5 separate regions of the Mus musculus genome follow, and regions 2, 3, 4 and 5 are each linked to region 1. Evidence: chromatin contacts called from public HiChIP or PLAC-seq and promoter capture Hi-C data. All regions are on one chromosome and are shown on one strand. The core of a region is the stretch at or near the end of the contact, and the rest is flanking DNA. Distances in the headings are between cores, read along the strand shown.

Region 1 (5,354 bases), core at 2,034-4,533:
CAGCCTGGTCTACAGAATGAGTTCCAGGACAGCCAGAGCTACACAGAGAGACCCTGTCTTGACAAAAGAACGCCCCTTTAGACAGGAGTGGTGGCGTACATCTAATCCCAGCACTTGGACAGAGGCAGAAGGATCGCTGTGAGTTCAAAGCCAGCCAGGTCTACATCTCCCTTTAGGACATAGAGTTTGAAGGTTGTTGGGAGTGAATATATCTGAAATACATTGGATGTACTGTGAAATTCACAAAGAATAAAACAGTAGCTTAAAACCCCCTTTAGGGTTGGGCATGTAGCCCAGTGGTAGTTGCTGCCTAGCATGCATGGGGCCCTGTGCTCAGTCTGCAGTTTGGTGCAGTAAATAAATAAACCCCCTTTAAAAGCTAAATTGCTAAGTATGATTACTACATATTTTGCTATGTTACCAAATCACGTTCCTTTGTTCACCCAATATTTATTGAGCACTTGCTATGTGCCAAGCACTGTACCAGGAACAAGGTATACAAGTGTGGGAAATATATTCCACCCTGAATATTTGCACATTTCAGAGTGGATTATTCAGAGAGACCAGCGAACTTTTCAAGTCCAGGGATGGCCCCAAAATGCTGTTGTCTTGTAAAATTTAAAAAAGGAAAAAGAAAGAAAGAAGAAAGGAAGGAAAGAAGGAAGAAATTTGCATCTGTGACCATAAATAAACAGTGAGTGCAGGTCTTCCTATCTCATATCATCCCTGTGTGTGCCCAAGAAAGAGGATCACAGACGTCTGTATCCTTGTACATAGCATGACAACTCCAGGTAGCAGCACGAATTCTCTGGCGTCAGTCAGCCCTCGCCCTCCCTAGCCTGAACCATCTCCCACTCCACGGGGGGCCCAGGCACCTATTAAAGTTGTTCACAAGGCTCAGCTGCCCTGTGCCCCTCAGGGTCTTACATTTATTAGGCACTCGGTCAGGTCTGTATGTTTTGTTTTTTTCCTGTCAACTGTTTATTGTAAGTTCCCCTCCCAGGCTAGCATCCTCGGAGCTTCAGAAGGAAAGAATTCATTTAAAATTTCCCTATCAGGACTGAACAAAGCATTGACATTATGCGAAATGACAGTGATTAAGAATTTACTGGATTCCTGCTCACACCCTCAACCCCCCAGGAAAGGATAAATTTCTTGGGTCAGTTTCTCCTATCCATCCCTGACAAACTCACACCACTCTGCCGCCTTTACCGATCACAAGTTTTCCCTAAGTGTCTCTTCTAAAAGATAACTGAACACACCCTGAGCATTCCATAGTAAAGTGGGGCCCTTATAAGACTGGAAGGACCACACAACTTTCAAAATCAGCCTTCACTGATGTTTATGAATACAATGCTCTGTTCAAGTTCCAGGCCTATTGGGGTCATAAGGTTAAAACAGTGATGATCATGGGAACAAATCCTTTGCCCAGTAAGTAATTAAAGGGGTTCCTTGCTTTGGAGGCCCTGAAGGCTATGTTGCTATCCCTTGTAAACCCAAGGGGCCTTGATCTAACAGTAAATTACTAGCAATTTTATAAAATTAAAAAAATGCATGGTGGGTTAGTGAGCAGGGGGAGGGAGGATGGGATAGGGAGGTTTTTAGAGGGGAAATGAGAAAAGGGGGTAAAACTTGAAATGTAAATAAAGAAAATATCTAATAAAAAATACATACTGAGTGCCAGGCAGTTGTGAGTCCCAGGACAGCCAGGGATACACAGAGAAACCCTGCCTCTGGAAAAAAAATGCATATTGATAAAAAACAATAACTGCTTAATAATGAAAATACTGACCTTTTTAGTCCTCAGAATCCCCTCCGGAAGCTGCTGATGCTTTGGCTAGCCTAAAACCTGAGAAAAATAAAGTACGTTACCTTAAGAGCATGCCACAAGAGACTAGTTACTATTTTAATATAAAGGAACAACGTAGAGAGAAAAATGACCAGCAAATCCCTAGCCAGAAGCCCGGAGATGAAGATGCGTGATTCTCCTCAGTGAATGAACACTACTAAGTCTCTCAAAGCAAAGTCAGAGCCCAGGGTCCCCTGGACATAGTAACCCACGGAGCAGACACTAGTGGTGAGCAGGAAGGAGGTAGCCCGCTTCACACCACATCACTCAATCCAGACCAACAGGATAATTAGCAGAGAAAACATTCCTAGGACCAAAGCCTGTTCCTGGTTCTCATTGCAGTAATCCTGTTCTCTGATTCCCGGGGCTGCCTGGACCAGTGCCAACCTCAGGATCACAACAGGCCACCCAGCCCTTGGACTAACCTTCTAGGTCGCGGCTTGGAGCACTAGGTCCTAAATTTCGGGTATCCAAATCCACAGCTCTGCAATGCGTTCTGCCGGTTAACAAAACTTGACCATTCATGGAAAAAAGTAACCCTTGGCCGTGGGGAAAATCTAAAGGAGCAGATCAGAAAGTTGGCTTTTGCAAGGGAGGGCATGTACCCACTTGCATATGCTGGGTGATGGTTCCCTGTGGTGCATGAAAGTACAACTTCAGGGCCTGGCAGAAAGCCTTCCCGGAGTTGAGTTCTCTGGCAAGACTTGGCAGGGATGAAAGCTTTAGTAGGTTAGGCTACCGCGTCTTTTTGCACAAAACGGTCAATCGCGCTCCACTCGTGTGTGGCTTGATTGGATTTTCACGGACCTAAAAAGAGAAGAGGAAAAAAAGGTAAAAATCTGAACGCCGTAAACCATGAGAGCTGGGGTTACTAGGACTACCACATGAATGGCTTAGGGCATTGCTGGGCAACAGAGCCAGCAGCGGACAGATGAAGTGCATCTGGGACTCAAAGACTATCAAGTCCCAAGGTAGGCAAGCAGACAGAGCTCAGACAGAGCTCGGCTGCCTGAGGCGCCGAAGTGGCAATCCTGCTGTGGCGATCCTCCGGTTGTCTGCGGAACGTCAACCCCTCCCCTGTGTAGCGGAGTCAGCCCCTCGCGCCCGGCAGCAGCCAACCCTGCCCCGGGTGCTTGGGGAAGCAGCTGTCTTAGGAGACGCTCGGCTCCCAGGTGTGCCTGGAGAAGCCACTCCGCCCCAGCATGGGGATCGAGGCAACAGGGCAGGCCTGGCTGGGCATCTCCCTAGCCTACAGCCACCGATCAACTCCTGGTAACCAGCTGAAGGCCGCGGGCTGGGATCAGAGTCCCAGAGTCAGGCTGCGGGCCCACGGGGGTGCAGGCGCCGGCCAGGAACAGGCGGGGAAGGCGCGGGGCCCACCTGCAGCTTGACTAGGGAGCGGCGGCGGCGGCAGTGGCGGCAGCTTGGGAGTAACGAGACGTCACCGCCGGCAGCCGCGAACCGGAAACCTCCGGCGCCCAAGCCGGGCCAGGGGGCGCCCGGGAGCTGCCGCGACACCTTGGCCCGGGGCTCAAGGGCGGACCGGAATGCCTTGACCACACCCAGCGACCAGAGTCTGGAAGGCACTCTTGGACACCCATCAGCCAAGGTTACGGACACCCTGTGACCCACAGCCTGATCCACTGGGGACACCCGCCTACATCCCCTCCGGGACGTGGGACACCGGGGTGCAAGTCCCTGGCTGCTCCTCCAGGCGCTTGGCAGGTCTCCAGCACCAGAGAGTAGGCAGGCAGACTACGGGACTGTTTACATATCACTCAGGGTTGTAATTTTATTGCTTTCCCATTCTGAGCAGAAGTTGCTGCCCTGATTTTCAAATGAGACTGGATGTAGTGGGACACTCTCTGGTGGGTAGTGAAAATACTGTAGATTCCAGGGAATTGTACCTGTCCATGAAGTGTCCAAGTCCAATGGCTACTCTTGTTTAATTTTTACGTTTTTGCTATTTCATGATGATTTCTAACTGCTTGTTTAGGTGATGATTACGTGTATGCATATCTCCCATTCTCTTCCATTCTTGACACCTTGCAGTTCCAGCATGCCTTCTGGAGCATGGGGGAGACAGCCATTAAATTATGATTAAAGGGTTCAAGGGCTGACAGGTGGCTTAGAGTTTTCAAAGCGCTTGTGGGAGCAAGCCTGACGACCCACGTTGAATCCTAGGATCCTACCACGAAAGGGGAGAACCCACTCCCTGACCTCGTTCTCTGACCTCCTGGATACTCACACCTTCCTATACAATACTAATAAATGAAAAAAAGGACCCAGCTTATATTAATGGTGTCAAAATAAACATGCTCAGATGCATTCAGTTCACAAGGCTTACATGTCTTATAAATTTTAAGAAGCTACTATGAGAACTGAAACCAGAACTGGTGGTACAGGCCTGCTGTTCCAGCTACTCCACAGGCTGAGTCATGGAAAAAATTTAAAAAAAATAAAAAATAAAAGGAAGTTCAAGACACCCAGACAACTTAGTGACCACGGAGATGAGTGCTATCCTAACATGTGCACGACCCCAGGTTCAATCCCCAGTAACATACAACATACACATGGGCTGGGCACTTTAGGGAAGGCCTTTCTTTAATCCTAGCTAGCACTTGGAAGGCAAAGGCAAATGGATCTCTGTAAGTTTGAGGCCAGCCTGATCTATGTCGCAAGTTCCAGACCAGCTGTGTTTTATATGTGTATGTGTTTAATATGTATATAATTTGTTTAATATATATCCTGTTCAGTATGTATTGTGTTAGCATGTCATTTACATGTGCCAAACACACATTAAAGAACAAAAGAACATTACAGTAGTTTTTAAAATGCATTTTAAAATTTTTATGTATAGGTATTTTGTGCGTGTATGCACACACGGCCAGAAGAGGGCATCAGATCTCTGGAACCGGAGTTACAGTTATTAGCTGCTATGTGTGTACTAGGACTTGAACTCAGTCCTCTGAAAGAGTACCAGTGCTCTTAACTCAGCCACTAACCACACTAGTAAGCCTGGCAAAGGCGATGGAACCAGGGCGCTTGTGTGACGTGACCACAGCACAACTTTAGGAGACTGTTTGTTTCAGCTTAGTTGGTACTCTACCGGTTTCGTTGTTTTTCAGGAAATGCAGCTTCCCATTACAGCAAAACATGTAATTATGGCTATTTTGAATCAACTTTAAAAGGAGCTTGAGGTGCAATGATATACAGTTAAAACCAAGTACATGAAGTAGGTGAAATGTTTGCTAAACACAGATTAACCTAATGGCAAAAATAAACTAATCACACTGGCATGCTATCTACATGGGGCTCTTTCAGGTACTAACATATATTAAGGAGTTATTGAGACTCATAGGAAGCAAGAAATGGAATTTTAAAATGAGACTGAGTTCTGTATTACTGTAATAGCTATTTCCAATTTCCTCAAAATATATCATTATAAAAAATTTAAATTCTGACTCTTCAAAATGATCTTTTAAGACAGGACTTCTCTGTGTAG
Region 2 (5,354 bases), core at 760-3,259, 1.9 Mb before region 1:
GAACAGTGTCTGAAGCATTCTGGTCTTTTCCAGTCATCAAATCAATATTTTCAAAGTCTCAACAAAGCACCTCCATCACCTAGGGCACTAATTGCTTCATTATCTCAATTAATTCAGTCATTAGACATTTATGTTTCTGTAACATTTGAGTTTTAAAATTAAGTTGATGTAGTGGTTACTCTTGTCCTCCAAATCTGAAATCTTCACATAAAATCAGGGAGATATATAGAGGCGTGAACAGATTAATATGCACAGAAGTCTTAAATTTCAAAACTTTGCTCATGCTTAATATTACCTTTAGTCTGCTTTTCTTAAGAGTATTTTTAATTGGGTACTGGGCATAAAGTTGATATGGAACATTGTTAATTTTAACCGACTTATTTGATTGAAACTCCAAGAATACAGAAATTGATTAGCATGTGGAAGTTCAACCAAAATTTTCCTTTAAACTTGTGTTCTGGAAATTAACAACATTTAGTGATGTTGTACCCTGTGATTCATCCTACAGTGTGTGCCTGCCTGGTGTACTGTGGGACTGTAAGGGCTCTTACTCCGTTCCCTACAGTAACTGTGGCTGTGGCCTTATACTGTGTGCTGGGTGGGTAAGTAGAGGGTCATGCTAGAACCTCTGAATATCAACTCTTTCCACGTGTAAATATGTCTGGAAGGGTTTCTACTTGGAGTAATTTATAACATAATTTCATAAACTCATTAAAGTAGTTCTTTTCTGCAAAAGAGAGATATAGTAATAATAATAGTAATAATAATAAATAATATAATATTTAAAGGAGAAAAGGTGGCCAAAGTACCAACTTCTTGGTTTTGATCAGCATCTGGACTAACTAGGTACTCAAGAACTAACACAATCATTAAATCTTATCACAGCCAATCCATAGACGCTGACAAAAACCCACCAAGCTGAAGGTGCACCAAACATTGACTAAATACTATCCCAGGAAATACATTGCTTTGTTATCTTATTTCCATAGATATCATCATTGTTCCATTTAAAAGACAATAAAACTGAGGTTTAGCAAGGAACTTGCTGTGTGTGAACCAAAGTTTTCTGAAGAAGCGACATCTGCGCTGAAGATCAACTGATCGCAAGTTTTTGTTTGTGGAGAGCAAGAAAGTTGCCGATAGGCAGCCAAAATTATGGTGGGTTATCCTTAGCCCCCTCACTCGTCATTTGCCACTGACTTCTGTGTTTGTCTTAAAATCTTTGGCAGTATTATGTAATTATTAATTATTATTATTATTATTATTATTATTTTGCACTATCTTTACCAACCCTGAAGTTAAGGATGTTGAAGTATCGGAAATCTATAGATAAGACTACCAGACTCTAGGGGGACCACTTACCTGCTGACCTCATGACATTGAGTGAACACTCTGACTTTTGATTTCTCTCTATGACTATGAAGCTCCCTGCAACTTCTTGCACACTGCGCCATATCCCTTAGGGTAACTTGAATCCATGTCCTAGGCCTGTGGTCACTTTAACTTAGCTCAGAGTAAATGAACCCTCATTCCCTTTGGTGCAAGAACTATAATTCTGTTGACATACCCCATATAAGAAATGCTCAGAGAACCTAAGAAGAAACTTGCTATTGTGAATAAATGACTACAGTCTGCCTGAAGGCCAAGACCACTCCTCCTCGGGGGCTGTGTATCATATTTAAGGACCCTGTGTGGACTGGCTGAAGTGCTAAGATAAAATTTCAAAGCCCATAGGCAACAGGAATTGATTTGCTTTTGAATGTGAACGCACTGCAAACTGGGACAGACAGCCTTCTATCCTGGAAAATTCCAAATGCTGTTCATAATGTAAGCCCTTGATTCAATCCAGGGCTCCTAGAATGTGTTCTGCCTCTGGCCTTCTTCCAAGAATCCATTATTACCGGGGTCTACTCAGACCTCATTTAAAAACAAGCAGCATGGTTCTCTGGAATGGCCACTTTTGGGTTCTGCCTTTAGCACAACGAAGGCTTCTGTGCCACCCACAGACACCAGACAGTATAAGTCTCCCCTGCCACCTCCCCCACTCCCCCTCCGTTCACAGATGTGGACAGCGTTTTACCAAGAGAAGTCAAACAAAAGGTTGGAGTGGATTTCTGAAGCAGCAGATGCAGAGCTTTGGATGAAGGATTTCAATATCCTACAGTGTCCTCCACTGCCTAGCAACCCCCGACTTCTGGACTCACCCTCACCCTGAGGAGATGTTTAAATCACACCCGCACAGAGAGGTTACAGCAGTGGGGACAACTGCAAATGATCCAGCAGCGACACAGCCCTGGAAAGAAATATCAGTTTTTCAGCCTAGAGGTATAACTCTCCGAGGTCTACACAAAGCACCCTTGATTCCGGGAGGCCACACTAATTTCTGTGAAGGAAATTCTTATTCCTAAATACAAGTTGAAACAGAAAAAGGCTCTGACCTCGCTTTTTTTTTTTTTTTTCAAACCATGCTTTCTGGTCAGGAGACAGCAATGCCCACCTAGGGATTCTTGCAGGGTAGTGTGGAAAGGGGGCAGAAAAGCTGCAGGGCTTAGTTCAAGGACTCCCCTCCTCCCTCGGAGTGCAGCCTATGTTTTCTCACAAATGCGCTGTGAGAATGAATAACTAATGAGTGATCATGAACGCCCCAGACAGTTTGAGTGCAGCGTAAGTGATGGAGCTGATTGTGCTTCCATTTTATCCAGCACCGAGGGAGGCTGGGTTTTATGTCTGCCCTGTGATGTGATCCCCGAGGCTTTTTGTAAGTAACAAATGCCCCTCCTAAGCCACCGCTCACATTCAAGCACACATGACATGTTCCGTGGAGACTGCTTTTATAGATGAGGCCACCTTATGTGATCCCGCCTTCTATGGCAATGACCTTGTAATCTGCGAGGATGTGCAGGACAAGCTAATGGGGGATAAGAATCAAGATGAATGCCTGCTCTATGGAAACATCAACTGAGCACAGGGAAAATCAGAAGAGTTTCACTATTGCCTGTTGGTCACTGCCAGAGGATACGCTGAGGTAGCTCTGGAATCCGTTTGGAAAGAAAGGCGAGTCATTGTTAAGGCAAACTACCCTGTGAGACAGTAAGAATCTTAAGATATCACAGAAACATAATTTAGTCTTATCTATAGGGAAGAGATCAAAAAGTAGTCCCAGAAGCCATTTGCTAGAGACCCAGGCCATCAGTCATATGTATAATGTCAGAGTCAGCACCTTTGTGACAGAAAGGAAAGGGTTAATATGACCCCTTCCTGAATAGATTATTGTTGACAGGATCTCGAAACCTGGGTACAATGGTCTTCATGTCAGCCTTCATATATTTATTTTAAATTATATAAAGGTCACAGACTAGACCAAGCTTTGGCGGGCCTTCTTTTGGGGTATCTCCATCCTTGATGCTGAGAACTTCCTTCCAATTCTGTAAAACTGATAGGAGTTTGGTTTAAAATTATCCCATACTTCTGGTTTTTATGTAGACTCGTAAAGAGTCCAGGAATCACCACTCTCATTGTCGAATGTCAAATAGAAAATTACAGGTCCAAAGATGAGAAACATTTTTTCCCCTGGGATCTAGCAGAGGATCATAGTTGCAAGGTTAATGGTTACCCCTAACTCTGAAGGGCTATGCTTAGCCAGAGGGGTGCAGCTGGGATTTTCTTGAGTGGAGGAGGACCTATTGGAACCCAAAGGGAGCTGGGCATTTCAGCAGCTGGAAGTTCCAGGAACTCTAGGGGCCTGGATGACATCTTCTGTGAGAGCAGGTATCATGGGAGATCGGAGAACAGTGGGGGCTGCATCTGACAGGCCATAGTTTTGTGTATTTGCCATTTAAGCACTCCACTCTTCTCAGAGTTGGCTCTAAGAACACTGTCCCTGTGACTCTAGAAGGGGAAGAGAGATTGTTGCACAATGTACCCAGAGTTTGCTTCTACAAACAGTCTAACTGGCAGGAGAAAACGCATGAATGTCAAGCCAGAGTCAGGCTCATGGAAGCACTGGGATTTCCTGAAATGTGTAAATTGTTTCCTTATATTCACATCAGAACACCACACTGAGAGGCCCCAGAATAGACAGCTGTGAGACACAGACTGTCTGAGATGGATAAACCCAGCGTCAAGGGGAGACCTAAGTATGGACTGAGGAAACCTTGAAACCTCGAGGGAAAACACAGGCTCCTTCCTGCCAGGTTATCAAAAGTTCTCACAGTTTAGGACTCTTTACTTCAGTTTTTAACTGCCTAGGGCAGTAGTTCCTTTGTCACTGAAGTTCAGAGGCATCCCAAAACACAAAGCAAGCACAGGAGAAACAAGAAACAGACTCAGCCGTGACATAGAAGATTAGAGTGAGCAAATAGGAAATTAAAATAAGATGAACGCACTAAGAGCTGCAATTCAAAAGCTATGCTAAAAATGAAAGAGATAGGAGGAGCACTGACATTGAAAGCTAGTAGGAGAGAAGAACTGGCAGGCACTAGAGCAAACCCCCATCAAAGCCAGAGCACAGGGCAGCAGAGAGGAAAACAGGGGCATGCTCCTTAGAAAAATTAAGGAGCCTGACAATCCTCAATGAGGAAAGCCACAAACCACAGCATTCTCTTGTCACATCTGATCCCCTGAACAGTGCAGGCAAGCAAAGGTAACAGCATGGACAGCCCTGCACCCAAGAGTCTCCTAACACAGAGAAAGCAGACCTCGAAGATGCACACAGGCACAAGAATCGCTATGGCTTAAAAACTCAGATCAACATTCGACAAAAAATGAAAGTGAGACCAATAGGCTTGCTGGAGAGAGAATTCCACCAAACATTTAATGTAGAATTAGTCTGTTCCATAATGTTTTCCCCAAACCAAAGAAGAAACATTTCTGAAACACCAAGTCAAGTATTACCCTTCAACCAAAATGTTACAAGACAACTAAAATACTTCTCAGAAATTGAACGCAAATACCTTGAACATAGTGTTATCTAAACAAATCCAATGCATAAAATTATATGCCTGTCAACTGGATTTCTTCAAAGTATGCGAAGTTGGTGAAAACGTTGAGCAATCAATAAGTGTAATCCACTATATCAATACACTCAAGAAGAAAGATCAGATATCATATCCCTGTCAGTTAATGCTAAATAAACATTTGATGCAATCAAGTTCTAGTCATCTCATCCAATGAGGTGCACAGGGTGAACTTTTCAAGATTATCTAGACTATCTACAAAGAGGCCACATCTCTCATCCTTTTTCATGGTGAGAGTCTGAATTTTTTGTCTCTCTGTCTCTGTTTCTCTCTGTCTCTTTCTGTTTCTCTGGTTTTCTGTCTCTGCTTTGCTTCTCTGTCTCTCTGTCTCTCTGTGTT
Region 3 (5,354 bases), core at 1,369-3,868, 1.7 Mb before region 1:
GCAGAGAGCTAAGCAACTGCAGCAGGGATACATGGCCTCAAAGGACAAGAGCTGACTCTTCACAGGAAAGCTTATCAGAATGCCCCAGCTCATGTCTGATGGGCTGTACAAAGTAAGAAATTATCTTACTTGGTTCTTTCCCAGTTTTTAGCCCCCACTTTACTTCCTGCTCCCAATAGAATAGAATGCTATATTTCTAGGGGAGAAAGTCCCCTGTATGGTTTCATTCACTAATGGCAAATGGTTGGCTCAAAAAGCATCTCTTTTGACATCTGTAGTGTACAATCATGATTATGGAACCTCTTTCTCTGAGCTACAGTGCATCAGGATTTTATTGGCACAGCGCTTTCAGCAGCCACAGTCAATGAGCAGAAGGTGGCATAGGGCGAAAGCTATCTGTCCTCTGTCCTAAAACACTGTCATGGAGGCTATAGGGATAGACTAGGAATAGTCTCCAGGGGTGTCTCTTCAACATTCTTATTGGCAGGGTAGACTCATCATCTGTAAAACAAGGGACTAAATCTCCCTGCAGGCTGCTCCCTAATAGCAGGCTGCTAATTAGAATAACTACAGTGTTGCATGAAGACATGAACTGACTGGTCCCACCGACAATATCCAGAAAGCAGACAGGGAGTCTGCATTAGATACAGTGGGCCTAATGAGTACTCTGCTTTAACCACTCTTCCTTAAAACTGTTCCTTTGCATAACAACGGCCAGAGAGGATTAGTCTGTCACAGCTACCTCCCTCCATCACCTCACTGCCCAGAGAGCTTGGGGACACTGCATAATGCTGGAGTTATCTTCTTTGAGAAGACTTAGCTTACAGATATGACAAGGCCACAGACATCCAAATGGCAGAAATGCTGGTTATGCACATTATCTATCTAGAGGTGAGGTGAGGGAAACTTGAAATGCCTAAGAGAGCAGATTAATGCAGATTAAAAGTTTTGACCCACAGAAGCTTTTCCTGTTCTGAGGAACGCTTGAGGCTAGCACCTGTGGAGTTGGTGTAACTATCAGGAGCAGCAGAGGTTTACGCATTACTGTATACTTAGCCATTCAGACCTGGCACCCCTGGGGACTAGAGTCCCTCCCATGCCACAGGCAGTGCGAGCTGCTGAAGAAACACTAAGAAGAAGGAGGGTCATTGGGGAAGGTGGGGTGCTAATGAGTAGAGGCAGAGGAGGGGTGGGGCATCACCACAGTGAAAGTTGGCCCACACAGGATGTGTCCCCAGAGAATGCGGATGGAGGGGAGAGATGAAAGAGGACCCAGGACCCTGGGTGGTAGGGAGCAATGCAAGGTGCAGACTGCCTAGGAAGGCTTGAGAAGAATGGTTGGTCACCCTGGGAACAGAGATGCCTTGAGTAACCAAAGGAAGATGTGCTAGAAAAATGCCTTACAGCTGGATCTCATTGAGGCATTTCCTCAACTGAGGCTCCTCCCTCTCTGATGACTCTAGCCTGGGTCAAGCTGACATAAAAGCAGCCACTACACATGTGTTGTACATAATAACCGTACTGAATTTCTGGGCACAGAAGGTGCCTTCCATCAGACTGCCTGTCCCATCCCAGTTTTTCTGTATGTGTGTCTGTCCCTTTTCCTCCCCATGCCACTCATCCTGTTTCCAGCACCAAGCGGGGGAGAATTTGGCAGTAAGGGGAACAACAAACGGGGTGGGATTCTGGCTTTTGAGGAGCTTTGGGGAAAGAAATAAAAATATTTGCATTGCTGAGACAAATCTTTCGTTGCTGGGTAGACGAATTGTATTGAAAGACCTGGTGACGAGAAATGTGATCCAGCCTACAAACTTTGTGGGCTTACAGTCATTATTATTAGCTGTTGTTACTAACAAGCTCAACTCAGAATCATAATGTGCACCTGAGAGAAGAGGAAATTCTTCCTCAAGTATCCATCAAATATAGGATTGTGGTGCAGATTTAAACAGGACAACAACAAGAAAGAATGCATCTTAAAGGAGAAAAAAGACACTGAAGATGTTAGCAAATCCAGACGCTACACAACTGTGACACCCCACACAACTGTCAGTCATTATGTGTCCATTTCTCAGCAGTACCCCATACCATACTGAATGTCTGTGTACATTTCAGGACGCTCATCAGAAACCATGCTCTTTATCTAGCTAGCAACAACTGTTTACAAAGGCTCAACCTCTACCTCTTAACTGGCTGTTCAATTACCCACAAGTCTTTTAAAACAAAATTATCCTGTGTCTTGGCTGATAGAAACATTTCATGTATTCATTTGCTTAGTAAGGCAAATGAATGCATGGGGTTATGGTGTTATCATTCCAAAGAGCAGGGAAAAAGCTTCCATAGATAAAGACAGCTTGCCGTCAGTATACGGCAGAGTACAAGGACTTGGTTCACAAAATTCTACCGAAGCAAACCTGATGTTTTTAGCCTGTTTCCAGTGTACTGTGTGTGGGCCAAAGCTGTCATGGCATGGATGTGAGTGGGTGAATGTAGACAGGGGTTCTGGGTCTTCCACATAGACAAAAAACAAACAAGCAAGCTGCTTCCTTTACTTAGAGGAAACAGACGCTACTAACTAAACAGGCCATCTGGCTTTGGGAACACTTGCTATCTTGATTATTGGAGTTCTCACAGTTGTGTAGGTTAGACAGATCTGCACTGGTGTGTCTGAGGCTTCAACAACACTGAGCCAGGGCTAGTGCCAGCAGGGACTCATGTTCATTCCAGATCTAGAGGAACTGCTTTCCATACACCATCCCCCATCCCAGGTGAGATGGTTCTCTCACTTCATTCTTCCCAGCTTCCTAGACCACAGCCCGCTGCAATCCTGGACTTAGGGCTCTTGGGCTTCCTGTTTTCTTGTGGTTTTCTCCCTGTCCTTGCTCAGTCCGAAGCTCCAGCCAGTGCTGCAGATAAAGGCTTCATGCTCCACTCTGCTCTCACAGACTGCTGTGCAGCCCCCACTCTCTCCAGGATGGCCTCTCAGCTATGCAGGGCCTGGGCTTCAGCTCCTAGAGTTCCAACTCTCGGGGATGGATGCCGACTTTCTTCTAATAATCCCCTCTTCCTTCCTGTCAGTCATTCAGATCTTATCCTTCCACATTCAACGTGGAAATTCCCCGTTTATAGTATGCATTTGGGGCTGGGCATGGCATTCATGCCTATAATCCTAGCACTCTAGAGGTAAAGGCAGAAGATCAGGCGTTAAAGGTCATCTTGGCTACATAGCTAATCTCAAAAAACCAGTCTCAAAAATCAAAACAAAACAGACCACAGTTTGTATGTATTAAAGATTAAATTAAAACTAAAAATTACTTTTGAAAGACATACTTCTAAACTTCCTAATTACAGTAGTCAATAATGAGTAAAAAGGATGACAGACATATCCACACATATATTACATGTGGAGAGAAGATATATATATATATATACATATACATATATATATAGATGATGGATAGATGGACAGGTAGATAGGAAAAACAGATTGCAGAGTAGACTAGGGAGCTTAGAGAGTACATAAGTACAGAGACAGGCTAACCATTGGGTATTAATTGCACAAGATAACTACAAATAACAATGTTATACTTTTCATAAAGCCAGAATAAAATCTGTTCTCACCACAAAGAATGGTGTAGCTGAGGTACACATAGCTTCACTTCATTAAAACATTACATAACGTATACATGTTTTCAGCATTCCATGGTATGTATAGCTATTGTGTTTTTGTGAATTAGATTAAAAATACAATTACAAGTTAAATGAGGAACATGATGATGAAAGCGGCTGAGCCACAAGCACCCAGCTCCAAGGCAAACACTTCACAGAAGTCTGGGTTTCCTTAGCTCGCAGAGTTCTGGCCTGGTTCTCACTTAGTTTTGTTATGGGTCCTTTCTGGTTTGTATCTTCTCCAAATTCTGCATTTTGTTATTTATGGTCAGACCGCTGAGTAGAGTCAAAGCAAAATTCCTTCTGCTCCCTGTGTTTAGTGTGTGATAACCATGCAGTTTGGGGAGGGTCTGGTTTTGGTGTTGGTTGAGCTGTTTGTCTCTTAGATATTCCACATGCTTTCTCTGGGTTGCACATCTGCTGGGTTGATGTGAGAGCCTACATTTACCCAAGAACGCTGATCACACAAGATGCCAATTTGTATAGCAGAAGTAGAGAAAACCTGGTACTACTCTAGAAATACCAAATTCATTGCTTCTTTCCTCTTGGTAAAAGGTTCTTGGGACACAAGAGAGACCATAGAGTATAGAAAGGATAGTGGCAAAGGCCACCAGGGATAGCCTTGCCTACTTCAGTTAGGGGAGACACTGGTATCTTTGGGCTTGTCTTGAGCCATCACTTTCACGTTCGGGACACAGACAGTGTGATACCTCAGTGTTTCCAAATTTTCAGTGATGCAGCCGGGGCCCCCAAGACCACTGCCAAGAAGACAGGAACAGGTCCCAGGAAGGCAAGGCCTCTTTCATGCTTAGTGCACTCACTGCCTTACCCTGTCATTTTTCTACTTCATTTCTCCTGTTAACTTTCTACATTTCTACTCATCTTCCTTGATGTTTAAAGTTCTGTGACCTGTGCGTGGCATTTCTTAATAACTGAGTTCTAATTAAAAACCACAGGCACAGACTGTAGAAGAAAAAGGATTGTCTAACAAGCTCAGAAATTTCAAAGCTTTTCTCTCTTATCTCAAACAGACTTCTAACACAAACATCAGAGACTATTTACGGAGATAATCTTGGGTGTGTTAATTTGCATATCTTTACATACATACTTACCTCCCAGGTATCATGGAACAACTACTCTGGAATACTAAGTATAGCATGAAAATAAGACAAGGGCTGTTTTCAATTTGTGTATGTATGTGCATGTTTGCTCTTGTGTGTGCAGATGCAAGTGTGTGTAGGTACACATGCACAATGTGTATGTGTGTGTGTGTATGCTTGTAGGTGGCGGCCAGTGTGTGTATGCTTGCAGGTGGGGGCCAGAGAAAACCCTTGGCTGTTGTTTCTCGGGTCTTGTTGGCCTTATTGTTTGAGATGGATTTCTCATTGGCCTGGAACGCATGAAGCTGGCTGCATTGGTGGCTCAGGGCTTCTCCTGCCCTCCCCTCCTCAGTGCTGGGATGATAAATGTGCACTACAATTCTTGGCTATTTTTTTTTAAAAATGTGAGTCCAGATGATCAAACTCAGATTTGTGTGCACAGTGAGTTATCAGCCTTGCTCATTTTCAAGTTTTCAAGAAAAATGAAAAGGAAGCAATTTCTAGAAATGTACAAATAATAATTGTATATATAATAATACTATGTGCCCAGTGAGGATTGCTGGAAGAAAGCGAATCCACTGCAGGAAT
Region 4 (5,354 bases), core at 1,528-4,027, 1.5 Mb before region 1:
ATGATGTGGCCCATTATCACATCAGCCTCCAATCAAAGACCAAAGGTTCTCTCATGGGTCTAAATACTGGGGCCAAAGAGGGAAAGGTGCTTGCCTATAACCCTGATGGCTTATGATTGGACACCCAGAGCCCACATGGTGAATGGAGGGCCCACTCCTGCAAGATGCCCTCTGATCACCACATAAGTGCTATGGCTTTTACACACACACACACACACACACACACACACACACACACAAATAAATAAACAAATGCAATACTAGGAGGAGGATGAGGAAGAGAAAGAAGAGGAAGAGAAAGGGGAGGGGAGGGGAAAGGAGAGAAAAGGAGTAGAAAAAGAAAAAGGTTAAGTCTAAATACTGGGCCAGCTGTGGTGGTGCACATCTTTAATCCCAGCACTCAGGCAGCAAAGGAAAGCAGATATTTGTGAACTCCATACCAGCCTGGTCTACACAGCCCGGAGCCAGCCAGTCTCAGACAATGGGATTAGGTGAGGTAAGGCAGGTAGTCCAAGCAGATCTCCCCTGGCAGCTCGCCATGCCTTTCCTCCCTCAGTGGCTGCCACGGCAAGTTTGCCAGGTCATCTCTGGAAGCACTTGTTGAAGGGGGCAGAGTGAGAGGATAAAGGGAGTGAAAGTCGCTGGGGCTGAATAAGATCGCCGCGTGGGGATTCCCACGTGGGGATCATTCTTATCTGAGCTAAACTGGGCTAGGGAATGCTAACGAATCTTCCACCGATATGACAATAGGACAAAAGATTCACAGCATGAAATATGATGGTCAATGCGGACACTATGCAATAATAAAAATAATACTTTTAAGAAAAAAATACTATTTAAGTGATAAGCATGCAGATTTTTTAAAATGTTCACTGTTTTCTAAATTTATAAGCAAATTCATTACCTTGCAATTATACTATTTAATCATATAGATACAATCAAATAATGAAGGAAAGAAAAAATATATTAACATGAAAATATGAAAGGAAATATTAATGTTAATACAGGTTCCCCTTGGATAATGGAATAAAAGAAGATTTTTAGTTTTCTTTTTAAAAAAAATTTTTAGTTTTGATGTTGCTTTTTACTTTTCTGGGTTTTCCAAGATTAAAACATCGTGAAAATTATTAGAGCTGTATGTATTTAAACATCTTGAAAATTACTAGAGGTTTATGTGTTTAAAGTTTCTTTTTAAAAGTCCTAACATCCACAGAGAGGTCCTACAACACGAGCCCTGGGCCATTTCCTCCAAGCACGTTTTCTGCAATTTCAACTGTCTAAGACACTCAGCGAACACTCACGAGTACAGCCCACAAATGAACTAAGACAGAGCAGAGTAAATAATGTATAGCAAAGTTCTGGAAGATGAGGCCCTGGGAGATGAGGCTGTGTGGAACACAACTCTCCTGTTCACTGGCAATGAGCAGGTTTTAAAAACAAGTTGATACCTGACTCCACGAAAGGCACATAATAGAGACACACGGAAGGACACACAGAAATCTGATTCGTTTCCTTTGGTTTAAGTGAAGACTGCATGAAACAATGGAGTCGCACATTTGACAGGATGCCAGGCATGTGGTCTGGGCCAGAAGGTTGAATCTTTGTGGCTTCCAAAGTGTTGTATTCTCACACTGCCGAACGCCAGCTCAGGTTTCCAAAGCATGTTCACACCGTTTCTAAGGAGACTGAACCGAAGCTCCAAGTACAGTCAGTCCCCTCGGCCTGCCTCCCAGAGCCTGCCTGAGGCCCTGGAGGCCCTGACTCCACAGCTCTCCTGTTGCTTCTGTTCAGGGACACAAGACAGTTACTGAAAGGATAACCCTGCCCTGAGGTCTTCCAAGGAGAAGCCCATTCATATTTGAAGAACCAGAAAAAAGAGAAAGAACATTTTAGAAGAGAGCGATTTCTCTGCTAAAATACATATAATGGGAAATGTCATTAAAGGCTGATGAATGGAATTATTTCCAGGAATACAGTTAGGCCAACTATTAATGTCAACTCAGATACTCTTAGGAACCCGTGCATAGCTTGCATAGGTGGTAACTTCCTGCAGCACAACACTGCTATGGTGAACCTCCATGTCCAGGACCTATGTTGAGTGCTTTTCATCTGGACAAGCCAGGCTTACTAGCACCAACCAGAAGGTAACTCTGTGGGATGTGGATGTAGATCCTTCATTACAAGGCTGGCCTAGCAGTAGTCAGAGCCCAAGTGCAAGACTAAGCTACACAAAGGGGTAGAGGAAAGGAGGGAAGGGCGTCAAAAGAAAAGGTGCTCCACATGAAATAATCACATGTACACGTACACACACACACACACACACACACACACACATATACACACAGAGGCACTCGCAACAAAATAAAAAAGACAAAAACAAAACAACACCACTAACAAACAAAAAAAAACAGTATTAGGAAGCTCACGTACTCATCAAGGCCAGAGAATCAGGTTCAGAAATGGTAAAAGCACCAAAGAGGCCACTGGCAGGCAGAAAGACATTAGACTCAGCCCAAGAACTTTCATTCTGGCACCAGCACTGCTAGCTCTGGAAAGCAGACCTTCTTGAACTTCAGGGGAACACACACCCAGGGGACTCAAATTATATCATTGCATTGCTGATCCTGAGACTCATGAGAGGCTGCTAAAATGAGTATTTACTTCACAGAGATCAAAGCTAGCCTTGACTGTCACTGTAAGACAAAGATCCGCTCAGTACAAAGGAAGACCTCAACCGCGCATGGCAAAGCCTCAATAGTTCCGGAGGCTGCTGTGTTTAACTGTCTCAGGATCAACAGCAGCTGCCACTCAGTGTCAGTGGGGAGCAGCTCCCTTAAGACAGGAAGTACAATTCCTTAATGGCGAGTAATTTGCCAGGCTTCAGGATGTAATTATATAAAACAGAGTTAAGTTCTTATATTGATGAATGGAAACATGCTCTAGCTGAAAGCAGCCCAAGCTAGCCGATACCAGTGAGAGCTCCCATCTGCATCTCAGATGGATGTCGCTAGCTCAGAGAAGATTAATTTCTCCATTTAATTCTCCTTCCTGAGTTTAAAAAAAAAAAAAAAAAAAAAAAAAACTGGAGGTTTTCATATATACTTTTTCCTGCTTAATGAAATGCCAAGAGCCTCAGTCAATGTGAAGACAATAAGGAACAAATTGTAGAGATTCTGAAGATTGAGTGGCAGTGCCCCATGTTTTATCTGTGTTTATATCACAGCACTTCTGAGTTATACCAACATCCTCCGTGCAGCTTAGAGAACTAAAGGGCAGTGTACACACCAGTCCTGTGCACAGTGGGTTTGCTCTCACCACCTCTGAATTCCATAGTCCAAATGAAAAGAAAGCACGCATTGATATGCCTTATTAAGGCTCCTAGAGATATTTATTGTGTGTGTGTGTGTGTGTGTGTGTGTGTGTGTGTGTGCACGCACGCAATCAGTTCTCTACTTCTAGCATTGGTCCCAGGAATCAAAGTCAGGTGGATGAGGCGTGGATGCAGCTGTAGCCGCTGGGCCATCTCTCCAGCCCAATCGGTCCTTCTTTAGAGCATACTCAGATGCTCTTGTAAACTTCTGCATAAGTGAACTGCTCATATGGTAAAAGCTTAATTTACCAAGCCAAACTTATTCTCTTCAGTTAGGCATAAACCTGTTTTCAATGCAAGGCAATGAGGATCTTGTTCAAAATCTTATAACTATAAATTGTATTCCAGAAACAATAGTTTAGCATTGACCACTTTAACAAATGTTCAAGTTTAACAAGCTTCTACAACCAGACAGCAAAATGTTCTGTTGCCCAAAGAGAAACAACAAAATGAATCATTAATATCCACAAATTACAGGTCTTATAAACTGCATCTAAGATCCTTCTATATCAAGTTTTAATACAACCTTCTAATTTTATTAATACGCATTTTCCATCTTAAACATGCTGACGCACACAAACCATCTCCCTAGAGCATCACCAAGAGTCAGCCATGAGGAAAAGGCATGAGGGGCAGTATCTAATCTAACAGAGCTGGGGGCAAATCCCGTCTATGTTGATTATTAACTTCACAATGTTGACAAGTGTTTTAACCTTACATTGCCTGCTTCTCTGTCAATAAAGTAAAAATGCTAAGCTAATTATTGACAAGATTTGGTAACTGACTAAATACAAAAGAGGACCACAGAAGATGTGGAGCAATGAGAACGTTTGGGAGCTGAGAGGTAGCATTCTGTTTGGTCCAAGAGAGTTACAAACATGGCAGATCCAGACGACCGGGTATATGGGTTCAGATACCATGAAAGAAAGAGATGTAGGAAGGGGGATGCAGGGACTACACTGGAACATAGGTATACCTAATATCAAGGCACATTTTCAAAAACTTTAATAATATATCATTTTACTTCAAAATGTCCATTGTAGCTAAAATATAAAGTAGTACCCATAGGTTCATGAAGACCACAACTGGTGGGGCCATTTTGAAAAGTTGTAAATCTTGAGGAGTCAAAACCTGAGAAGGCAAAGTAGACCTCTTAAGGTTTTATAGCCCAGCCTCTCTCTCTCTCTCATTCATATATAAAATCTCAGCACCATCAGGAAGACATACATCTTCACAGCTTTAATCTTACCCTCAAACATATTTGGTAAGAGTGTTCTTGTGGCTCCTGTCACTCTGCAGTGGTGAGAACAGGAGCACTGTGGAGTTCGGCCAGATTCTTTTCCTTGGCTGTCTGTAGACAATCCCAGTGACAATGACACAGACACCTCCTTTCACACTCACTATCAGTTTGTTCCATTTTAAACCTACAATTTCAGCATCTCCTTTTAAATGTCATCAATTTCCTCTCGGATCAACAGAATCCAACATCAGAAACTAGATGCTCCCTCAGTCTAGAGCAACTACTCTCTGAGTGTGAACCTGCCCGCTTGCTTGTCTGCTTGCTCACTGAATGAGCTGCTCTCTGAGTGTGAACCTGCCTGCTTGCTTGTCTGCTTGCTCACTGAATGAGCTGCTGCCTCAACACCAGGACTCTGCCTCGGCCTTGAAAAATGGGCCAAGGAAAAGCTAAGACCAACTTCACTTTACTTTTTTGTTCTCATTTTCAAACCCCTAAAACAAAACTTGTCCCTTTTGGATAAGTCTAGGGAATCATCCTTTACTGGGTTACAGAGCACAGTAGGGTGCTTCTCCAAGACTAGCAGGAAAAAACTGAGCCCTAAGGCTGTAGGTACATTCAAATCCTTCTAGTGTCCAGAACTACACTGTCCCAGATAGCCCAGCTGACACAGTATCTGCTGAACGTCTGACGTGAGACTCATGTGAAATGAGCGTGTTATAGTATAAGATAAGAACAAGATTTGTG
Region 5 (5,354 bases), core at 1,173-3,672, 1.5 Mb before region 1:
TGAGTTAATATATGCAAGCCAATGAGAAAGCTTAAGATAAGTGCTCAGAAATGTTAGCTGTTATTATTTAATACAAAACATAATGGAGGAGGAAACATGAAAAACAGAGACACTCCGGCAGTCCCTGCAATAGAAGTCATAGGTGGTCGCATAAAGGAGAAGAGGAAGGTGGCCACAGTGCCCTGCCGTTGGCTTTAAATGCATTTGGGGAGGTATTTTAAACTCTAATGGTGGAACTCTGTTGAGTGTCACAGAAAGACAGAGTAGTAATTTACAATGTAAGCATCTTACAAAGAATCAAGTAAACGCATGGTGCACCCCACTTGAGCTAGGACTTTCCCATCTCAGACAAGGAACACTGAGAGTCAGAGATTGAACTGACCTGTTTAAGGTCACTCTACTGGTTAAGTCATAGTGAAGACCTCAATCCAAGCCCCTGCCTAAAAATGCTTTGGCCTTTCTCTTAAAACAGTAGGTAAGCATAGGGAAAAAGATGTGTGTGTATTTGTGTGTGTGTGTGTGTGTGTGTGTGTGTATACTATATATAAATTAACTAGGCTATAACAATAACACTGGAGAAGTGTCTGTGAATTCAATGGCAATAAAAATGACGGAGCATTCAGGCTGGAGAGATGCTCAGAGTTAAGACTGCTTACTCCTCATGCAAAGGACCTACATTTGACTCCCAACATCTACATCACTGCTCATAACATCCTATAGCCTAGTTGGGCTCTAGCCTCTTTGGCTTTCTCAGTTTAGACACCTACATGCACAGAGCATGCATAAATTTACATGGACACACACACATACACATAAATTTTAAGAAATTAAATTCTTTAAAAAAGGAAAAAGCATGACCACAGGTAATGGTACTTGTAGACTCTATACCTGAATCACTCATCAGCTCGAGGAAAACGTAGAGAAAAGTTACTCACACTACAAAGACCTAACAATATTACTTTCCACCTTAAAATATACACTATCGATGAATCAGAAATAATAATCATGCCGGGTGTAGTGGTGCACGCCTTTAATCCCAGCACTTGGGAGGCAGAGGCAGGCAGATTTCTGAGTTCGAGGCCAACCTGGTCTACAAAGTGAGTTCCAAGACAGTCAGGACTACACAGAGAAACCCTGTCTCAAAAAAGAAAACAAACAAACAAACAAACAAAAAAAGAAATAATAACCATGATGCCGTAGGCCTGAGGACTCGGCAGTGATGGGACATGAAACTTAACTAGAACAGATGACTGTAGGACGAGATGTACTTTACAGTTCTTACAGTTCAAGCTCGAGCTGTTCTTCACAGAAAAGCAGCCTAGGATCAGACCCAGAGCCTCAGGCCAACTTTACTCCACTATCTGATACATCACGCTTTGTAGATGCAAGACCCAGCAGTAAGGCGGACAGCACCTGCTTAACAAACTAATAACACATTATTTGTCCTACCAGAAAAGAACTGAGAATTGAGCTCTGGACCATTCAGAAACTTGATTACGCCAGATTCATATTTATAATTCCTTTCTCTTAAAGTTCCTTAACAAACTCTTACTTTTTCTCTTTCTGTTTGATTTGCTTTGACATTTGTTTTATGTTTGAGACAGGGTCAAATGAATTCCTGGAATTCCCCATGTAGCCAAGGCTGACTTTCAACTTACAGCAAATACAAGGATTAGAAGACTACACACCCACACATCTAGGTTATCCATGCTGGGCTTCACCTGGTGCTCCCTATATACAAATGACTTCTATATACAACACTCCATATCTAAGTCACATCCCTGGCCAGAGTTATGTCCTTAACTCTAACTGAATACTTAGGGATATCTGATTACCATGAAGTTCTAAAAGCTTCCATGTCCACTTCAACATCACTTCATTTAATTCGCCTAACAAGGCTGGCAGAAATCCATTCCATGGAAGAGCAAATGAAGGCTCAGGGTGGTGAAAAGCTTGCTCAGGGTGAGGATGAAGAAGAATCACACTCTAAACCCAAGTGTGTCTGACTGCATGCAGAGCCTTTGATAGTTGAGAGGAAACTGGTGACAACAGAGGCAGGGAGCCAACTGAGGAAGGGGACAGGGGTTGTGGTGGGGTGGAAAGCTTTGGCTGCAGGGAGGCATGGGGCTGTGGTAAATGAGCACAAGGTTCAGTGGGAAAACTTGGAGCCCTGGGTGAAAGAGGTTGCTGGATGGGTTTCAACAAGTCAAAGAATTAAGATTCTCAGAGATACTGCCTCTTTCTTTTTATCCTGAATTCAGCAGAACACAGCCTATTTTTTTAAGCAGCATATACGGTTAAAATCTTTGTAGTAAGGACAAATGCCCAAAGGAGAATTCCCTTCCTGATTTTGCACAGCTCCTCTGTCAGCAGCAAAGAAAGGAGAGAAACATGTGACCTTGATAAACATTAGCACATTAGCACAACCGCAGAAACAGACATGGAAAAGGCTCCAAAAACCCCGAGCTGCATCCTTCCCAAATGCCTGCCAGCATCTGCAAGTTCTACATTCTGTGACCCTGGCCAGAGAGTGTGCCAGCCTTATGCTACTGCAGAAGAAAAGCACCTTCATTTTGCATTGTGAGCAGAAGCAGGCAACACTGATTTGTAGATAAACAAATTCAAGCGGCATAATCATACCCTGGAACTGAACTCTGCAGCGCTTTCAATGTCCATAGCAAAACTCGGGCTGAAGCTTAATCCTTATTGTGAAATACTAAGAGGCTGGACCTTTACGAAGTGATTAATTACTAAATGGATTAATCTGTGTGTGGATTAGTAGATTAAAGGCTTATCTCAAGGAGGTCTGCTGCTCTAAAGTCAGTTTGGCCCTGTCTCATGCATATATTCCTCTCACCACAGGGACCCCAGTAAGAAGGCCCTCAACAAGAAGATGCAGCCCCTGGCCTTGAACTTTCCAGCCTCTAAAGCAGTAAGAAATAAATGTGTTTTCTTTACAAGGACCCATGATATGATATCCCACCATAGCAACAGAAAATGAAGACAAAGCCCCTCCACGGAAACTGCCAGAAGTTCTACGGGTTCACATACACAACAGTTTTCCTCTGGGCACCTAGATTTGCAGTGGACCTGGAGCCTGCCATCCAGATGCGTCCGGATAAACAGACAAGTTCTCTGCTAGCAAGAAATCACTGTCCCAGGAGTGGAGAAGAGGAAAATAGGGAGGGACGCTCAAATAGTGAATGTGATTAAATAGAGTGGGAAGTGCTAGGGAGGAAATACGGGATGCATGATGAGCCCTGTGCTGGGTGCAGACTGTCACCTCCTCCAAGGATATGGCATATATGCAGGGACCTGAGGCTAGAGAACAGCTAGATATGTGAAGAAACTCCAAGGAGAAGCACAGGAGCCTGGCAGGCCTGACTGTCCTGAGACTCTGAGAGAAAAGGATAAGATATAGAGACACCAGCTAAGGATGCTGAGAAATGGGGAAGGTTAGAGAGGGCCAGACCATGCAGATAAATGTAGGCTGCTGTTGTAGCTTACACTTAATTTAAGCCACGTTTTGAAGTGGGTTGATAAGATCAAAATGCACTAGGCTGGGGTACTCGAGAGGCAGAGGAAGGGACATGTGGATCTCTGAGAGTTGGAGGCCAGCGCTGTCTATATAACAAGCTCTAGGCCAGCCAGAAGAACTACACAGTGAGACCCTGTCTCTAAAATAAAATAAAATAAAATAAAATATCAAAATCAGAGTTTGGAAAAGCCACTCTGTCATCTTTGTAGAGAATAAAGCCAGTTAAGTGAGTGCTGTAATACACAAACCAGGGTCAGCAAATTTTCAGCCAAGGGCCAGAGTATAGAACACTAGATGTTCTTCTCTGCTGCAGTTATCCAGCTCTGCCTCTGCAGCCCAGAGGAGCCACCGGGTAACAGACAACGAATGGACGTGTTCTGATAAAGCCTTAGTTACAGACAGAATGGGGGTTTGCTGCCCCTCGTTCCCTGCAGAGAACATGGTGAAGACAGACACTGAGATGAACAGACTCTGGCTAGACTGTGCTGGTGAAGCAAATTCTTACAAAATGACCAGACAGAGGCTGAAGAGGAAGACAATCTAGAATGGGACTGGCATCCGGTAATCTTAATGCGAACAAATGTGCTGGGTTAGAAATTTTCCAGCCATTTTTTAAAAACTATTTCTTTAGAAACAACACCTGCAGTTTTGCTCAAACTGACTGACCTCTGTAATCCACTTAATTACTGACATCCCTGAACATCATTCCACCACATTGGAGCTGCCTGGTCCTTGATCTTGCAACTTTCTTCCATATTTAGTATTAATCCTCCTGGGTTATAGTGAACTACCTGCTAGGGCTCCAGCCTGCTACAATAGATGGTGCGAGCTTCTCCCCAAGGAGAAGGCACAAGGACTCTGGTGACATTCTGTAGGAATAACCAAAAAGAAATGAGGAAGGATCATTGCCAGGTGGTGACCCAGCTTGTAATCCCAATAGTTGGGAAGGGGTGGGAGGAGATCAGGAGTTCAAGGCTGCCTTCAGCTGTAGAGCGGGACAGCTGATTCTACAAGAGGCCTTATCTAAAAATATATCTATAATATTGAAAATGTTTCAAGTTATTGAAACAGCTCTTGCAATGCACTGACACAGGAAGATATTTTCCAAAGCAAAATAGGAAAACAAGCAACAGGAAGAAAGTGAGCCGTAGACAGCAGTTATGCACACGTGAATATGGAAGGAATTTATAGCAAAGCTTCTCACGTATGCCTGTCTATCACAGAAACCTGAAAGGGGGGGGGGGGGGGGGCTCTGGCCAGTGACAGGCACCAGGAGAGGCTGTGTGGGTCTGAGGCAAGTCACCATCAGCACTTATGCGGTATGCTTTTAATTGTACTGTGATCCAAACAAGTAACACTTGCACCCTGCACCCGTATGTGACTATGGTATTAATCTCTATGTTCTCCATCTAAGTAAAACTACTTGCATGCTTAATGTAGTAAGCACATGTAATTCCATGAAGACTTGATTTATTAATCAAAAAATAAGAAAGCTAGAAAAGGTAACTTTTCTAATTACCTCTAATAAGGCTAATAATTTTTCCAATTACATTTCCCATAGGTTTTTTTTTTCTTTTCTTAGTTTTTAATTACTTTTAAAAGACTAACAAGTTCTGGAAGAAATCTGAGATCACAGCATGCTCATGTTGCAAATGAGGAGCCAGGGCCTGCAGGCGGTACAGGCCCTCCTTCAACCTGTTGCTTCCTCAGTGAGCTAGCGCAGGCATCCAGCCCTGGGCCTGGGCACTGCCTCTGCATCGCTGCTACATCTCATGGAACAGGTGAGCCCCACAGAGGGAAGAATGAGGACAGTCAT

What was found. Promoter capture Hi-C pulls out the DNA fragments that hold promoters and counts their contacts. HiChIP or PLAC-seq counts read pairs in DNA pulled down with a chosen protein or histone mark.
Region 2: a promoter capture Hi-C map of hippocampal neurons shows a contact between it and region 1, with 11 times the contacts expected there. The contact joins the enhancer-like site here to the promoter of Eogt in region 1. A contact is called at or near these places in 4 of 39 promoter capture datasets (cranial neural crest, frontonasal cranial neural crest, hippocampal neurons and 1 more) and 4 of 115 datasets of contacts at active chromatin or transcription factors (astrocytes, embryonic forebrain, extraembryonic endoderm stem cells and 1 more).
Region 3: a promoter capture Hi-C map of hippocampal neurons shows a contact between it and region 1, with 5 times the contacts expected there. The contact joins the enhancer-like site here to the promoter of Eogt in region 1. A contact is called at or near these places in 4 of 39 promoter capture datasets (the 3T3-L1 cell line, cranial neural crest, hippocampal neurons and 1 more), 2 of 115 datasets of contacts at active chromatin or transcription factors (astrocytes and extraembryonic endoderm stem cells) and 1 of 9 other capture datasets (embryonic stem cells).
Region 4: a contact with region 1 is called in an H3K27ac HiChIP or PLAC-seq map of double positive thymocytes, with 12 times the contacts expected there. The contact joins the enhancer-like site here to the promoter of Eogt in region 1. A contact is called at or near these places in 2 of 39 promoter capture datasets (cranial neural crest and hippocampal neurons) and 4 of 115 datasets of contacts at active chromatin or transcription factors (astrocytes, double positive thymocytes, embryonic stem cells and 1 more).
Region 5: a contact with region 1 is called in a promoter capture Hi-C map of the 3T3-L1 cell line, with 4 times the contacts expected there. The contact joins the enhancer-like site here to the promoter of Eogt in region 1. A contact is called at or near these places in 4 of 39 promoter capture datasets (the 3T3-L1 cell line, 3T3-L1-derived adipocytes, cranial neural crest and 1 more) and 3 of 115 datasets of contacts at active chromatin or transcription factors (acute myeloid leukemia, astrocytes and embryonic stem cells).

What each region holds. Positions count from the first base shown.
Region 1 is chr6:97,145,603-97,150,956 of GRCm38.p6, forward strand. Eogt (EGF domain-specific O-linked N-acetylglucosamine (GlcNAc) transferase) reads right to left here and starts at 3,284. Exons shown (of 18, transcript NM_175313.5): 1 at 3,230-3,284; 2 at 2,275-2,656; 3 at 1,793-1,849.
Region 2 is chr6:95,200,507-95,205,860 of GRCm38.p6, forward strand. No RefSeq gene overlaps it. Among named protein-coding and RNA genes, the nearest start is that of Kbtbd8, 85 kb to the left of the region's middle. Within about 2 kb of position 2,010, at least 49 of the 459 cell types and tissues checked have an H3K27ac peak or open chromatin away from gene starts, as enhancers often do. A contact at or near this core is called in embryonic forebrain and hippocampal neurons, where this site is marked.
Region 3 is chr6:95,489,828-95,495,181 of GRCm38.p6, forward strand. The region is part of intron 10 of Suclg2 (succinate-Coenzyme A ligase, GDP-forming, beta subunit); the gene reads right to left. Among named protein-coding and RNA genes, the nearest start is that of AY512915, 160 kb to the left of the region's middle. Within about 2 kb of position 2,619, at least 7 of the 459 cell types and tissues checked have an H3K27ac peak or open chromatin away from gene starts, as enhancers often do. A contact at or near this core is called in hippocampal neurons, where this site is marked.
Region 4 is chr6:95,648,879-95,654,232 of GRCm38.p6, forward strand. The region is part of intron 2 of Suclg2 (succinate-Coenzyme A ligase, GDP-forming, beta subunit); the gene reads right to left. Among named protein-coding and RNA genes, the nearest start is that of Suclg2, 67 kb to the right of the region's middle. Within about 2 kb of position 2,778, at least 52 of the 459 cell types and tissues checked have an H3K27ac peak or open chromatin away from gene starts, as enhancers often do. A contact at or near this core is called in double positive thymocytes, where this site is marked.
Region 5 is chr6:95,672,744-95,678,097 of GRCm38.p6, forward strand. All of the region lies in intron 1 of Suclg2 (succinate-Coenzyme A ligase, GDP-forming, beta subunit), which reads right to left. Among named protein-coding and RNA genes, the nearest start is that of Suclg2, 43 kb to the right of the region's middle. Within about 2 kb of position 2,423, at least 18 of the 459 cell types and tissues checked have an H3K27ac peak or open chromatin away from gene starts, as enhancers often do.